2 separate regions of the Canis lupus genome follow, and region 2 is linked to region 1. Evidence: chromatin contacts called from public Hi-C data. All regions are on one chromosome and are shown on one strand. The core of a region is the stretch at or near the end of the contact, and the rest is flanking DNA. Distances in the headings are between cores, read along the strand shown. Region 1 has its middle 110 kb from the start of ST8SIA4. Region 2 has its middle 51 kb from the start of FAM174A.

What was found. A called contact is a pair of places that touch in the nucleus more often than the background predicts.
Region 2: a contact with region 1 is called in a Hi-C map of blood, with 1.7 times the contacts expected there. The contact joins two enhancer-like sites. A contact is called at or near these places in 2 of 9 Hi-C or Micro-C datasets (both in blood).

The regions. Positions count from the first base shown.
Region 1 is chr3:9,821,606-9,827,025 of UU_Cfam_GSD_1.0, forward strand. No RefSeq gene overlaps it. Among named protein-coding and RNA genes, the nearest start is that of ST8SIA4, 110 kb to the left of the region's middle. Within about 2 kb of position 1,631, at least 2 of the 20 cell types and tissues checked have an H3K27ac peak or open chromatin away from gene starts, as enhancers often do. A contact at or near this core is called in blood, where this site is marked.
Region 2 is chr3:9,969,054-9,974,788 of UU_Cfam_GSD_1.0, forward strand. No RefSeq gene overlaps it. Among named protein-coding and RNA genes, the nearest start is that of FAM174A, 51 kb to the right of the region's middle. Within about 2 kb of position 3,723, at least 7 of the 20 cell types and tissues checked have an H3K27ac peak or open chromatin away from gene starts, as enhancers often do. A contact at or near this core is called in blood, where this site is marked.

The DNA of each region.
Region 1 (5,420 bases), core at 381-2,880:
ACACAAGGAAATGGAAAGACATTGGAAGAACAAATATTGTTAATATGCTTGTACTACCCAAAGCAATCTACACATTTAATGCAATCCCTATCAAAATACCAACAGCATTTTTCACAGAATTAGAACAAGCCATCTTTAAATTCATATGGAAACAACAAAAGACTTCAAATAGCCAAAGGGACCTTGAAAAAGAAAAAGCAAGTGAAGTTGAAGGCATCACAATTCCAGACTTCAAGTTATATTACGGAGCTTTACTGATCAAACAGTAGGGTATTGGCACAAAAATGGACACATAGATCAACAGAACAGAACAGAGAACCCAGAAATGGACCCACAACTATGCGGTCAGCTACTCTCTGACAAAGTAGGAAAGAATATCCAATGGGAAAAAGACAGTCTCTTCAACAAATGGTGTTGGGAAAACTGGAGGGCAACATGGAAAAGATGAAACTGGACCATTTTCTTACAACACACACAAAAATAAATTCAAAATGGATTAAAGACCTAAATGTGAGACCTGAAACCATAATAATCCTAGACATGAACACAGCAGTAACCTCTTCGACATTGGCTGTAACAACTTCTTTCTAGATATGTCTCCTGAGGCAAAAATAAACTATTAGAGAACACCCTTGAGATGAGAGGATGTTATTAATTTTTTTCCCCCAAATCTTAATCAACTTCAGACTTGCTGAATATCAGCCACATGCAGGATGCATTGGGCAAGGCACCGGATGCGGGCAAACTACAGTCCTCAGCCCTCCTCCCTCCATTGCTCTCCCCTCTGAATACCTCTCAAATACAGAGATTTCCTTCCAATTCCTTTGGCATGTAATAGTCTGTGATGCTACAATACTTTGTCCTTTGTGCTGGTTTCCCTGCTGCTACTACTCCATTCGCACACAGAAGGTGATTCAAAGACAAAGCCAATTGTATCCTCCATTGTTTGTAATGCCATCAACTTTCTGACAAATTCCAAACTCCTTAGGCTCCTTTGCAAAGCCCCCCATTATCTAATCCCAATAACTCTCCTAGCTCCCTCAGAAATCCATGAGTCCATCTCTCAGAGTTATTCCTAAACAGAGTCAAATGCTCTTTCTCATACTATTTATTCTCTTTCTACATGTCAACCCCCAGCTCTTTAATTTGATATACTCTTGTTTGTCACCTAAAACTCAGTTTAAAAACAAAAATAAAAACAAAAACTTAGTTTAAATGTCACTCTCACTTTCCATCTCCTATAATACATTATAAACTTGTAGGGTTTTTTTTTTTTTTTTCTAATGATAGACAATTAACACACAAAACCCCCCTTTTTTTCCTGTGAAAACCATACCCGAATAAAACTTTTAAATCAGCCCTAAATTATTTTTAAGATAATAGAAAGAACATAATTTCTTCCATTTACTCAAAGCTTACTTTGTGCAATGCACACTGCCAGGTAATTCACAGGAACAACTTTATTTAGCCATTAGTTGTCTTTAGTGTATCATCTTGTTTTACTGATGAAGAGTCTTAGGTTACATTAGGGGCGAGTGAAGCTGGAACTCACAGACAGGAAATCTGACTTCTGAGGTTACACTAGCTCACAAGTTAGCTGGGTTTACTCAGATAGGCCTTATTACGAAATAGCCCAAAGGAAAGGACGTAGCTGGGGCCGCAAGAGCCAGACGTCACTTAGACAAAGTGTTGGAGGAAGTTGAGAGTCAGCAAAAAATTGTAGATAATGATGAAGAGAGGACCCTGCTAACTTGGTCACAAGGAGCTCAGATACTGTCCTGATCCTTGAGGTGGCCCTGGCTTCCCATTCCAAACTTTAGAAGTCCTGGGGCTAAGACAGGCTGAACTGGTACAGATTCCTTTTGCCATGAGAGTTAAGCAATTTCTTAGCAGGACTGTGCACATCTGAGGGACACTGCTTACGTGGCTAGAGCCAGATTCCTCACAGACACCAGTGAGACCATTCACCCTAACCTCCATCCTCACACTCCCTTTCAATCAGGAAACGGCCTTCTTTGAGCCGCCTCTGCCCTACAACAACAAAATAAAGTGTGAAAGAAACATAAAGTCATTAATAACACCTGGCCAGGCCAGAATTACTGATGACGCTAGGCAAACATATTTTGTTTTTTGTTTTTTGGAAGTTTTTTGGCAAACATATTTTTGAAATGCACTGCCCAAATTAGATATATTAATGATGCATATATAAGGCCCAGACATGTAGCTCACTGGGCAGGTTGTCCACTAATGGCAGACTCATAGCATAAGCCTACCACTGCTTTGGACATACTTTTTTTTTTTTTTTTTTTTTTCATAGTATCTGCTCTTGAGGCATGGATTGTTTGGTCATCACGGATGTGCTGAACTTCCTAGACAGACTCACAGTTCCTCAACTACTTGGGTCTAATATAGACCACCTACATGAGCCTGGAACCTAGACTGACACCATCTGCTCTGTACCAGCTGTCCATGGCCAATAAGTTTAGAAGGAGGAGCTTAGGTGATTTAGAATATCTAGGAGGCAATAGCATACCTTCATATTTTCCCCAAGTGAAACAGTTGTGGCTTTTGATTTATGTATTTATTTTTCAGTTGTGGCTTTTATTGAACATTTGAGCCATTGACTCTACTACCTTCTAGGACTCTCAGGAAAGCTATGCCTGTTATCACACAAATATAAACATTCATTTACGTAATCACTTCTGAACTCAGTCAGTGAATTTCTACACTGTTAAACACATCATTTATTTTGAATTTTATCTAATGTTTAAAGGGTGTATAAAAAGTTGGCTGCACTTCTGGGTCTTTTACAAGGATATTCTTTTGAAAGAAGGCAGTGATGGAGGTTATCATCAATTTATTAGGAATTTGTAAAATCTGCAGATATTTCTCAAAATACACACTGATTGTTTTCTGAAGGATCCAAAATATTTCTAAAAATCAGTATTTATTTGTTTCTGGATTCAACATGAGAATATCAGAAAAACAATTTTTTTTGCTATTACAGTGTATACATGAAAATATAAATCCATATGATGTTAATAAAAGTGTTCACAATTCTCTGAATTACATCAAGATTAGTATTTCCATTTCTAGCTGAATATTCTAAGGCTAAAGGGACATCAAGTGACGTGTCATATTTGTTCCAGTAGATCAGAGACCAACGGGTCTATCATTTTACATGAATAGCAGTTAGAATGTTTTCCAGTTTGCCTAAAAGAAGATTTTCATTTTCAGAGAGCATTTTTTCCAGAATTTATTTTTAAATAAATTATAGCAAAGAAAACCTGTGATTTGTTAAGTATAACCAAATTTTAAAAATTGATTCCAAATTTATTAAAAGCTTTCTTCTCTCCCTTAAATCAATGCTGACATAGGATTCAGAGACAAAATTCCCTTTTGTATTCTGGTACTGTGTAACTCAGAATAAACACTTTCTCATTCAGCTCTCCTACATGAGTATTCTATATTAGAACCATGTAAATATATGTCTATGTATAAAAAAGTATATATAGAGATGTGTATATATGCATGCTTGTTTATAAATGCATAAATATGTATACATCTTTATATGTGTGTAATATATATAATATATGTGTAAATATATATAATTATATGCAAGCAGAATTTTTTTAAAAAAATAATTTAAGCCATAGGGTAGAGTTGTGGTAGGGAAAAGTCTACACTACCCAGGCCACTACGTCTAAAAAAACAAAAGGTATGAATGTGAAGAGAAAATATGTCTCATGAGTTGACCTAACTTCCTCATTCCATGCTTGTTTCTGAATGAATGGTTCCCTATAAAAAGGAAAAAAAAAAGTGGATTTCCTTCCATTCTGGGAATTTTTATAGTGTTTTAGGAGAACAAAGTTCAGCTTCAAGAGAATCACCTTTGAATTTAGAGAATGTTTCAAGCGGTAAGCATGCCCATCCTCATATGCATTTGTAAGTAACTACAGCAATCTCCCTTATCTGTGGTTTCTCTTTCTTCAATTTCTCTCACCCTGGGTCCACCACAGTGTGAAAGCAGATCATGAGAAGTTCCATAGCAGCCTCATGCTATGTCCTGGTTACTCCTTTGTTCACGTCACTTTACCTCATGACTTATAGTCTCACATCATCACAAGAAGGGGGAGTACCATACATTTTGTGTGGGAGAACACATTCACATAACTTTTATTACAGCATATTGTTATAATTATTTTATTATTAGTTGCTCCTGCTAATCTCTTATGGTGCCTAATTTATAAATTAAATTTTATCATATATAAATATATATTTTTAAATATATATAATATATAAATTATATACACTATTATATATATATATTATATATATATATATATTATATATATATATGGTTCAGTACTCTCAGACATCCACTGGGGGTCTTGGAACATAAGCCACACAAATAAAAGGGTCTACTCTATCAAATCTTCAGGCTTTATCACCCTTTGGCTCTCTATCTTAGCCCCCATTGTAACTCTGCATGCCTCAGGGAACATACAGAAGTGTTCCTCCTGGAGAAGTTACTTGAAGTGAGAGCATGTTCCATTTTTATGAGAAACCAAGCATTTGACTCTTGGCTTTTGCAATAACACTCCCTTTGTTAAAAAGCATTTTGAAAATTTTAAGATCAATGAAAAAATATATTTGTTGTAAAGATCTATTTTTTCTTTTTTTAAAAAAAATTCTATAAATTCTAGTTGGTTAACATGTAGTGTAATATTGATTTCAGGTGTAGAATTTAGTGATTTATCACTTACGTGTAACACCCAGAGTTCAACACAAGTGCTCTCTTTCATATCCATCACCCATTTAACCCGTCCCCCTCCCAGCCACCCTCAGTTTGTTCTCCATAGTTAAGAGTCACTTATGGTTTGCTTCCCTCTTTTTATCCCTTTCCCCTGTGTTCATCACTGAATTCCACATATGAGTGAAATCATAGTATTTGTCTTTCTCTGACTGACTTATTTTGCTTAGCATAATACACTAGCTCCATGCACATTGTTGCAGATGGCAAGATTTATTCTTTTTGATGGCTGAGTAATATATATATACATATATATTATATTTATATAATATTTATATAATAAATATAATATATATAATGTCTTCTTTATCCATTCATCAGTCGATGGACATTTGGGCTCTTTCTATAATTTAGCTATTGTTAATAATGCTGCTATAAAAACCAGGGTGTATGTTTCCCTCCAAATCAGTATTTCTATATCCTTTGGGTAAATACCTAGCAGTGCATTTGCAGGGTCATAGGGGAACTCTATTTCTAACTTTTTGAGGAATCTCCATACTGTTTTCCATAGTGGCTGCACCAGTTTGCATTCCCACCCACAGAGCAGGAGGGTTCCCCTTTCTCCACATCCTTGCCAACACCTGTTGTTTCCTGTGTTGTTAACATT
Region 2 (5,735 bases), core at 2,473-4,972, 150 kb after region 1:
AATGTCCTACTAACTGAGTCAGCCAGGCATTCCAAGAACCACAGATTTATATACCTGTGCAACTGTCTACTTGACACCCTTACTTACCCAACTCACTGAAATCTTATGATGAAAATCTTGATTTATTGGTCACCCCAGAAGAAAAGTACTTACTTCAAACATAATCTTTTGTTAATCTGACCTATCTTGTTAGAATACCACAACTGACATGATTATTGAAGAAAATGGGGAGTCATTTTGACTTCTCCCCTTTTCTTAATCTCCCTCACCCAAACCATCAGTAGCTCCAATTTTTGTGTATCTAAACTGTATTACATATCACTTACTTAGATCCATTCATCTCTTATCACCTGCACACCACCTATTTCAAGAGCCTCTTAACTAGTTTCTCTAATTTTCTCTGGACTCACTCCAGGGTAGTCTCTGTATAACAGCCAAAGGGATCTTTTTAAACACAAATTAGATTAAATCACTTCCTATTTTAATCCCTTCTATAGCTTCCCATTTGCATTTCGGTTATAATAAAACTCAAACTTCTTGCCAGGCCTTTGTAACTGCATAATCTGGCCCATGTTGTCTTTCTAACTTTGTACTTGTCTCTCCCACGAGCTCACTAAACCCTAGGCAACCTGGTTCTCTCAGTTTCTCGAATGGCTCAAATTAGTTTCCATTTAGGGAATTTTGAGATTGCAAAATCCCTGGAATGCTTTCCCACTAGTTTTTTATATACTGGGTCTCTTCATTCCTCACGGTCTCAGTTTAAATGTACCCTCTTTGGGAAGCATTTCTTAAATTCTGTGTTAAGTGGCTTACCCTGCCCCTACCAATACTTTTCTAACATAGCAACTACATTATTTCCTTCATAGTACTTACCACAATCAGTAATTATTTTACCTGTTTGTGAATGGTTTACTGTTTGTCTCCCTTACTGGAATATAAACTATGCAGTAAAGATCTTGTCAGTCTTTTCACCTTTAGGCAGAGTGACTAGCACATAATATGTGCTTAAAATATTTTGTGATTAGTAACTAAATATTAAGACTTAATAACATTATCCATAATTCAAAGAGAAATATGAGGTATGATAAGCTTTTTACAGATCTTTATAACTCTCCCTGAAAAATCCTAAGATGCTTTCAAAGTTTTGAATTCTCATGCAACCTTTTCAATATTTTAATACTCCGAATTACTTGTATTTATTTAAGCCATATCTCATTCTAAGAGTAGACTTCAAAACCCTAAAGTACCTTTTGAAAATAAATATTGTAAAAATTCCAAATTGAGAAAAAAACTAAGGTAGAAGATTGCTTCAAAGTGGAACCAATATATAATAGCAATAGCTACTACTTAGTGAGAAATGTTTTCATTCAGACACTATGCTAACAACTATTTGCACTATCCTAGATAGTCATCTCATTGAGCTTATATCATCTCAGTTTTTCAGAATAGGCATACTGAGGTTTGTAAAAATTAAGTAATATCTATGACCACAGCTAGTGGAGTGTAGATGCCACTTAAGTCTGAGTGCTGAACCTATTTATGTTATATTTGCCATTTTGATGTTGCTCTCAACAGGAAAGGAAAAATACAAATAAAAACCAAATGTGACAGATTTTATGTATTTGCTTATTCAATACCCATTATTACATAGTTTTTAGTTTGCCTTTCTGTACAACTGACTATAAAGCTAAAAACTGCAGTCCCCAGACTGGTTTGCGATATCAAACAGAAATGTGGCAATACACTGGAACCCACTTAGCCTTTGAGCAGGGCCCTCAAGCATGTAGCCATCACAGCATGTAGAATCACAGAAGTATGTTTTTCTGGGCCAGCTATCTGTTTGTCATCTAGTTCCTAGTGTCCTAGATGTTAGGTGATGTTTCCCTTTGAACAGTTTTTCTCTGGCTCTTCTGGGGATTTATCAACTGTTACTCATTAAATGGTTTAAAATGGATTGTTCTTGCACATAAGTGCTGCAATTGGTTCAGTAATTGTTACTAGAAATAGGTTGCTATAAGTAACAGGAACTAAAATGTGGGACTGACTTGATAGAGATGAAAATTCAGGTTTTAGATGCTTGACACTAGAAAACTGGTCACACTTTATATACAATGGGAAGTATTTGGTTAAATAGTCATCTGAACTCTGAAAACAAACTATACAGTGACTAAGTCTGTATCGTTGGAAAGAGTGAGACTGATCAGAATGTTGGCTAGTACTGGCTATCTACCTTTACGAAAATTCTACAAGAGCTTGGTGAACCCAGGTGAAAGGCAGACAGACACGGCTTGGAAGCAGAGAGAGGAGGAAATACCACTTTGATAAGACCAGCACTCTCTCCTTAGAGTTTGGCATCTGTATTGCCAGAGCATCCTGTACTTTGAAGCCTTGGAAGGCTAAAAAATAAAAACATGGTTCACATCCTAAATTGAAGCCATTGCAAGACAGCAAAGCAGCAAACTTCGTAAGAGATAAAACTAGTAGATAAACAGGTAAATGCAGCTGGTATGAAAGCAAAAAAATAAAAAAATAAAAAAATAAAAATGAAATAAAGGATTTAGCCTTCCCCAAAATATATGATTTTAAATTACAACACGGCAATAACCATTAAGTTAAAGCAGGGAGAGAAGGTAATGGCCAGTCAATAAAGACAATATCCAAGGTTAAAAACCTTGACTAGATAGCATCTTTAGCTATAGTTACACCTGCAGGATAGGGATGAAACATATGTAAACCCATTAATGTCGTGACAGAACTATGGTGACCAAACATGTAGTCTGGACTGTCAACTCCTGCAAGTCATCGCTCTACTAAAAAGGTATGAAATTATTCCTACAATCCCACAACGCAAAACCACATGCGATTATTTTTTAAGACTGTACACGAGCCTGAAGATTCAGATCTGTGTGGCATCTCAGAGGGCAGAGTCAGAGACCACAAAAATGGGATGAGAGAGTAAAAGATTGGCTGGCTTGAGCTCATTCCACCACTAGTTCAGGAAGCCCTTGCTACGTCTGATCAACAGGATTTTAAAACTGCTACGACTGTTAATTCTCTGCATTTTCTTAATCCTCTATTAACAAAAAAGAAAAAGCCCACAATTCCTAGTTTCTGTAACTGTTCCTCTACCAAACTAGGAAACAATTCTGGCCAATGAGAAAAGTATGCTAAGGATTTCTGGAAAATTTTATTTTCCTGATGTGGTACACGATTTCCCAAGATGACCACAGTAAGCTCCTTCTGTTGCTTCACATGCATGTTCGCTCACAGATCAAGAGGCAGGGGTTTAGTTCCTCTTTCTGTCAATCTGAGATGGCTGTAGTGACTGACTTGACAGAATGCAGAAGTGATATTCGGAAATTCAGAAACTAGGTCACAGGAAACCTTTTAGTAATACAAAGTTTAGTGATAGCATGCTATAGTAATGCAGAAAATACAGATACATCAGGCTAAGGAAATTTCCAGGCAGAATGCTGAACGTGCCAATTGGTTTCTGTTAGATGCAGAGGATAAGATCTAGAAAAAGAAAGAATGAGCTAAAAAAAGGCAATATTCAATGTTTTATAGAATTTAGAGGACAAACAAGAGTTAGGACCTATTCGGCTCAAAAATAGAAGTGTTTATCATCTCCAGTCTTTGAAGCCTGCAAAAAGTTTCTCAAAATAAGAAACGGCATCAGACCAAAACGCGAACTCAGAATATTTCCGGTAACACGTAACAGGAGGGTAAAGTTCATTTCAGTGGTGCATTTGCAGCTCCCTTTCCTGACACCTCGGAAGCATTTATGACAGGCCTTCAACCAGACAAATATAATTGAATGGTTTAAAGATTTTTTTAACCAGAAAATAGGGCTCCTAAGAATCTTAAAGTCATGATCGCACACCATCAAGACTTAGCCCACCACAGAGAGGAGTCTTTCTGGGGAAAAAAAAAAAAAAAAGTGGGATTTTTTTTTTCCCCTACTGGACTGAACCCTAATAAAACTGGACTAAAAGTGATAGAGGTAAATTCAAAACAAAAAAGAGCCCCTGGGGGCGGGGGGGAGGCTTTAAAGGCAGAAAGCAGGCTGAGAGCTCCTCGGCAGCAAACACAGGCCAATTCTAAAGGAAAAGAGGGGAAGTTTTAGAGTGCAGCTCCAAAAACCTAGAGGGCCGACCAACTGGCACAAAGCCTCACTCCTCAGGGAGCAGGACTTGGCTCCACACAAGGAAGTGTGCTCAGGCTGACTTCAGACTTCCTGTGGGTGAGCAAGTATTATCTGTTTCCTGTGAGACCTCATCTCTTTTTAAAATACGTTTTTTGTTTTGTTTTGTTTTTGCAAATTTCATACATGTGTATCACCAGTGTAATACTGGCTTTATTGAACAGATAACTGAGCTTATTGGGCAGATAAATTGCCTCCTTTAAGGTTCAAAACGTTTCATTATAGAGAAATCATGCTTGAGAAACTGCATCTGAGAAAGTGGGACACTTATCTCCCATTGAATCTGATTTAAATGATCAATCCTGGACTTCACACCAATACCATAAGGCCATAACTTGGGGGATATTAACCTACTCTGCATATAGAAGGGAGATGAATATCAGTAGCCAAAGAGCAGATTATGCTAAATAGTCTCCCAAACTGGCTACCATCGACTCCCTGTCGTCATGCCTATGCTGCTTCTCACATGACAAACTAGGCTCGAATTTCCTTTCCTTGTTCTGAGTACACCTTATGTTCTTGACTAACCAACTGTGCCTAGAAGCAATACTCTCAAACATCAAAGACCAGACCATGAAAAGCCTTACTGTCTTGATTTTTAACACTTACTCTTGAGACACTTTCTCAGAATGTAGCTGCCGTGCTATGAAGACAGTCACATCTAGGCATTTCAGCCAGCCTCAACTCAGCCACATGAGTGTCACCTTGGAAATTCAGCTCAGTTAAGTATAATGTGCCTCCAGACCCAACCACAATTTGACTGCAAACATGAGAGATCCCAAGTAAGAACAGCTAATTGAGCCTAGTCATTACACAGAACCGTGTGTGATGATATTAAATTATTTTAAGCTACTAAGTTTTGAGAAGGTAATGATGTGAATAAAAGAAAACAAGAATCACCCATTATCAGGACCAACAATTTTTCTTCTGGTCCTTTCTTCTTTCCTTTTGCAATCAAAGGCATGAATCCTACAGTACAGCTGTAAAAATCATCTTGAAACCCTGAAGGAAATACCAAGACATTTTTAGAGACCTTGACCCTGAATTCCTTGGGCTATAAAAGAAGCACTAGCAACCACAAACTTCCTGACTTCAAGATAATAGAAAAAAAAAAAAAAAAAGAAAAAAAGAAAAAAAGAATCTCCTACTTGGGTTTTTGGTCACATGTAGCCATGTAAATAAGTTGATACTCAGGAATAAACAAATACACAAAACAATGTCGTTAGCTACTTTGCTAAACAAGGGCTGATGGTTCAGCTTCAAGTTTTATGGGCAAAGAGTCAGTCATACAATTGCAAAATTGCCAAGAGTACATAAAGCAAATAAATATAAAACTAGCTGCTCAATGAGAACCCAAACATTTCTGATAATGAATTGAAGGAAATATCTCTCATATCCTTGTTAAAAAAAAAAGATATGATGTGATGTCATATGTGACTTACTCATTGTTAACAAGTTAAATATAGCCTTATCCTTCAGAGTTAAATATTTTATAACATCTCTCTTCAACAAAGGCATAATGCCAGTTAGT